Linked DNA regions of Rattus norvegicus: region 1 is linked to region 2. Evidence: chromatin contacts called from public Hi-C data. All regions are on one chromosome and are shown on one strand. The core of a region is the stretch at or near the end of the contact, and the rest is flanking DNA. Distances in the headings are between cores, read along the strand shown. Region 1 overlaps Dlgap5 (DLG associated protein 5). Region 2 overlaps Samd4a (sterile alpha motif domain containing 4A).

Region 1 (2,700 bases), core at 156-2,655, 300 kb after region 2:
GAAAGATGAATAATGTTCATTTTATAAAACAAATCTAGCACTGGGACACCTGTAATCTCGGTACCAGAGAGGAGAGTTCAGGCCAGCTTGGTCTCTAATTTAGACCCTATTTTGAAACCAAACAGGGTGGTTGAGAGGTCTCAGCAAGTTAAAGGGCTGAGGACTTTAGTTCCATCCCTGAAACCCCACGGAAGAGGACTGGTTCCCCGACGCTGTCCTCTGACCTCCACACATGCTCTGGCATGCACACACCCTCCCTCACAATAACCATAAATAAGACACACTCAAAACAGAGTTAAGATGAAAACTTACTGGACCAAGAAGATGGCATTCAGAAGTGAGACTTTTATGTAGCAGTACTGAAAAATAAGAGAAATGATTTTAAAAGAACATTCTTTTAAAGACCTACCAGGCTTGACTATGTCACACTGTTTAAATGCAATTAGATTTCAGGTGAAGTCTTTCTTTAAGCATAAGAGTCTTCTGTAAGAAAGTACCATACTTGTAATATTGAAGGGACCCAGAGCTTGAAGAGGAACAGACAGAGGCCAGTGTGGTGGCACACACTGTAACCCAGCACTGTAACCCAGCACATAGGAGGCAGGGCAGGTGGATCTCCACGAGGTCCTGGATCCTGGTCTACATAGCCAGTTGCAGGCCAGCCAGGGCTACATAGTGAGATCATGTACAACACAAAGAAACCCAGGTAAAAGACCTTAACTGACTGCACAGCCGTAACATTTTACTTTACCTTAGGTCTCCAACAGACCTACAGGATAGCAGAGGAAAATCAGGCCACCGCTGCATTGTAACACAAATATGAGGCCCGGTTCCCTTAATAGAGCAATCGCTACATAGTACATAGGAATGCCTAGTACAATATGCACCAGAGAGGAAAAGCAGAACATTCTGAAGGAGTGTCTGGATGTGGGCTGAAGAGAGCTGAAGGGACTTTTCTCAGTCTAATCGTCAGCAGGTCTAACATCAGAGGCTCCTCCTCTCCAGTGCGCATCAGCGCTTCTCTCTGAAGCCTTCGTGCTAAAAGCACCACTTTTTTTTTTCTTCCCATTTTGAAACAAGGTCTCACTGTGCTGCTCTTGCTGGCCTGGAACACTATGTGCAGGACAGGCTGGCCCTGACCTAGGAGTAAGCCTCCTGTCTCGGTTTCTCTTTTGCCAGGATTATAAGTGTGGCCCTTCACCGCTGGTTGAAGAACAACATATTCTGAAACTAGTTAGTATGAGAGAGTTACAGTGAGAACCTGGTTCTCAGACTTCCACAACAATCACCTACATTCACCCTCTCTTCCGGCTTCACTGTATCTGAAGACCTTACCTGACTGGGACAGCTCAGCTCCTTCTTGTAAGGAGTCACGCTGTGAGAAGGCATTTGTCTCAGGGTGACTCATCAGCACATCCTGGGAGAGGACTGCAGAGCCCACTCCTTCCACGGCTGCAGCCGAGACTGCGTCCTTTTGGTTACTATTAGCATCGCCGGCCACTTCACCAGCAGGAAGAGGCAAATTCATTGTCGCAACAGAAAAACTCTCCATTTTGACCTTTATCTTATTTACATCCTAGAGGCAAAAAGTGGGCGTTATAGATTCCAATCACCCATAATTGAGTCAAATGAAAACAGTTTTACTGCTATTAAATATATGAAAAAAGAAAGCTGACATATTAAAAAAAAAATCCAAAGAATGGAAGGCAGCACTCAGGAGGCGGAGGCAAGCAGATCTCTGCTAGTTCTCGGCCAGCCTGGTTTACAGAGCAAGTTCCAGGACAGCCAGAGCTACACAGAAAAACTCTACCCGGAAAAAACAAAACAGAACGTGTGAAGACCGTCCTGAGTCTCACTGTCTTGCTTCAGGACATCTGCACAGATCATAAAGAACACCGTGAGGAAGACAGCAGCCTTTTCAGCAAGCGCCCACTCAGCACAGAGTGGCACATGTTTTTGGGAAGAGAAAGTAAATTACAAGAGCAAACTGGGCCTGGTGTCCCCAGGACTCTGGGGCAAGAAGGTTCCAGTTCAAGGCCTACGGAGTGAAGGAAACCAGATGTAATAACACAGACGAGTAGTTACTGTCACCATCAAATCTGGTTCAAAGATTAGAGGCCATGGCAAGAGATGGCTCAGAGGTTAAGAGCACTGGCTGCTCTTCAGAGGGCCTGGGTTTGATTCCCAGCACCCACATGGCAGCTCACAACCGTGTGTAATTCCAGGTCCAGGAGACTATGCACACAGTGAATAGATATACATGCAGGCAAAACACAGAGACAGAAAGCAATTCTTTCAAAGAACTTTAAAGAGGCCATCTTGATGTGTCCTGAAGAACACAGCATGGCTTCAAACACCCCAAGGAACAGTCGAACGGGAACGACGACTCTGCCTGTTAGTGTCTTCATAAACACCACACCCATGGCTGCCTGCCACCACCGCGCACAAGGACTTACACGCTCTACGTCACTTGAATCTTGCTGTACGGGACACAGGATGTCTTCTACTTGGCTGCACCTGAAACGAGCCGTGGTATTATACACCAGTAACGAAACACATCACAGTCATCCACCCTGCATGGAGGCCACTAGCTTGCATAGTGGAACTGAACATAGAGCCTGGCCCAGGAGCCTGCTCCTCTGTACAGACTGGACAGTTTATGATGGCCACACAGACGACGCCCTCTTTCCCTAGAAGCTC
Region 2 (2,700 bases), core at 140-2,639:
ACTAATGTTATTTTTATCAAAGACTTTCCATGCGTTTCAAGGAAAGGAAATCAGTTAGACTCATAAAGGGGAGAAGGTGAGGCATCCGGGGCTCGGGGGAGGGGGAGGGGAGCGGGTCTGAGGATGGGAGCTTCATTTGCTCTTTGGTTTTCCTTGGGAAGCAGAGCAATCTCCTTCCTTAAGCTGAGCGCTCCTAACTGACCTCAGAGTTCACTCCAGCTCCCAGCAGCAGCAGCAACTCTCTTGCCAAACCTGGCTTTGTAAAAGTAACCTTTTCAGGACCCCACAGCAGGACTCCACCACCAGGAAAAAGATGGCCTCTTAAATTCTGCCTCCACTGTGCTGTAACCACCACCACCCCAGACCCTGGAATATTCTGGGCTTTCCTCCCTTCTCCCAAACAGCTGAGTTAGGAATCTCAAGCTTCTCCATTCTTCAATGGCTGCCCCTAACAGAGCCCCTCTGCCCTTTATGTAGCTAGGAAATACAGTCTTGATCCAGGTCTGATTTTCTGGGTAGTCCCAGACACTTGGGTGGCTGAGACAGGATAGTTTGAGGCTAGCTTTCGTTACCTAGTGAGACCCTGTCTCAGAAAATTTTTTTACAAGCTACATTGTTGCTTTCGTGGAAGAACAAATCATTTTAGCACGACATTCATCCACTACTGTTTTGCCTTCTAAAAATCCAGCCAAAGAGGGAAGTGAGAAAAATCTATTCACACTAAATAAGGGGTTGGGGAGTCTTAGCAGATACTGATCGTCTATCTGCCAGGAGGCCCAAATTCTGACTTCCGAAGCCCGAGGACCAGTTCTTAACAGCTGAGAGCCGGAATCCCTACCTGCTGCTACTTTTTCAAGTTACCTCCCTGGCGTCTCTGGTTGCATGGAAGCACTCTTAGCTCGCCTCACCCTGATTTTCAGTCTTCAGTGAGGAAAGGGGAGATGAGATTAAACAAAGAGACCAAGAAGCCAAGAGAAGAAGAACCTCCTCTTCAGAATGGAATCTAGAACACCTTTCTTGGCCACAAAAGCCTGGAAGAAGATAGACTCCCTGGATTCCTTTCCTGAACCTTCTCTCCCTAAGAAATTTAGAAACTCTGGGAGTTTTTACACTGCCACCTCAAGCACCACCTCCCCCACACCCACACACAACCGGCTCTGGCTCAGGAAGTGACTGCTGTGAAGGGCCCCCTGGACCTCCACCGGCTAAGCTAAGTCAGCTCATCGACAGGGGCTCCTCACAAGCTTAGAGAAAACTCCCCAGCTTGGCAACCAAGCGACCCTGCTCCATCTAGTGGCCGTTGCCTGCAACGCATGTCCTCTCCACGCTCCCGAATAACTAAAGCTCCCTGACTCCCTTGGAAAGAATGCGCCGGTTCCTGAAGCCTCCCAGAAGCCCGGGGCTGGTGGAGGCTTCTCCGCTGAGCTCATCTGACCCCACTGGGAGCAGTCTCCTGTGTGGACCTGAAAAGCGAAGTCTTGCCAGCCCTGGTGAGGCCCGCCCTGCAGGAAAGGTCTGGGGAACGATGAGACCGGACTATCCTGGGTGTGTGTGAGTCAGCCACACACACCAGTGGCCTCTCATTTGGAGAAATATCACAATGGCCCACTTTCAAACAGCATATACTGTGCAAAACGCTGTCTCCTTGCCTCGGGGCTGGGCCTTAGGGGCTGAGGAAGACACACGCAGTCCTTTCTTACAGAGCTCATATTTCAATCGGGCCCTCCATCCAAGACTGCTCACCGACAACCTGATAAGAAATGAACCATGCTATAGGGGAAGAAGGAGAAGATTACAAACGGAATCAGATCCCATTCTGATACTGATTCGACTATTTTTGCTTTGTGGCTTCTTGAAAGGCGCCATGCCCTCATGCACAGACCCACAGGTTGGCTGAGACAAGAATAGGAGAACGCAGGAGAATGGTCTCCCCTTTTGGGTTCATATTTGAGTGCTGCCCCCTGCTGGCTGTGTGGCGATGTCAAAATTCTCAAGCGTTCTGGGTTTTTCTCTCTGTGAAGATTAGGAAGCTTACTTCCTAGGGTTGTCGTGTGGACTAAGAGTAGTGTGCAGGCTCCAACATCTAGCATGTGCTGTTGTTTTAGATATGAGGTACAGTTTCAATCATAGCCTATTATTGGCACCCCCAAGCCACTTAACTGTCAGTCCCAAAGAGGCCCCCACTGGCAGGCAGCCTGGGCTGTGTAGGGCTAGAGCATGCCTCTGGATCCCTTCTCTTTGCTTTCACAGTCGTGGCTTTGGACAGTCCAACTCCCTCCCGACGGCCAGCTCTGTGGGCAGTGGCATGGGTAGACGGAACCCACGACAGTACCAGATCGCATCTCGGAACGTCCCTTCTGCCCGCCTTGGTCTCTTGGGCACCAGTGGATTTGTCAGCTCCAACCAGCGCCACACTGCTGCCAACCCCACCATCATGAAACAAGGAAGACAGGTTTGTTCTGCTCTGGGGATCAGGGAGGTTGACAGAGCTCAGGGGTCGAGGCTTTAAGATGTCCCTAACCTGGACAGTCTCCAGATCGAAAGAGATGACCCCAAGGGATCTAAACCAGGGGGATAGCCGAGTCTATGCTTCCTAGGTAACCACTGTTGGTGTTGTTTCCCTGGAAACTGAAACCCCATGGCTGTTGCTTGGGAAAACTAGTTCTACATGGGCCTTTGTAGACAGGCATGAAAAGTCTA

The links. Hi-C and Micro-C count contacts between places; a contact is called where the count stands out from the background.
Region 1: a Hi-C map of the A7r5 cell line shows a contact between it and region 2, with 4 times the contacts expected there. The contact joins two enhancer-like sites. A contact is called at or near these places in 5 of 12 Hi-C or Micro-C datasets (the A7r5 cell line, Schwann cells, frontal cortex and 1 more).

What each region holds. Positions count from the first base shown.
Region 1 is chr15:23,114,801-23,117,500 of GRCr8, forward strand. Dlgap5 (DLG associated protein 5) reads right to left here. Exons shown (of 19, transcript NM_001135802.1): 16 at 2,457-2,517; 17 at 1,336-1,576; 18 at 313-359. Among named protein-coding and RNA genes, the nearest start is that of Lgals3, 16 kb to the left of the region's middle. Within about 2 kb of position 1,406, at least 3 of the 93 cell types and tissues checked have an H3K27ac peak or open chromatin away from gene starts, as enhancers often do. A contact at or near this core is called in the A7r5 cell line, where this site is marked.
Region 2 is chr15:22,811,097-22,813,796 of GRCr8, forward strand. Samd4a (sterile alpha motif domain containing 4A) reads left to right here. Exons shown (of 12, transcript NM_001399774.1): 9 at 2,251-2,452. Among named protein-coding and RNA genes, the nearest start is that of Samd4a, 85 kb to the left of the region's middle. Within about 2 kb of position 1,390, at least 21 of the 93 cell types and tissues checked have an H3K27ac peak or open chromatin away from gene starts, as enhancers often do. A contact at or near this core is called in the A7r5 cell line, where this site is marked.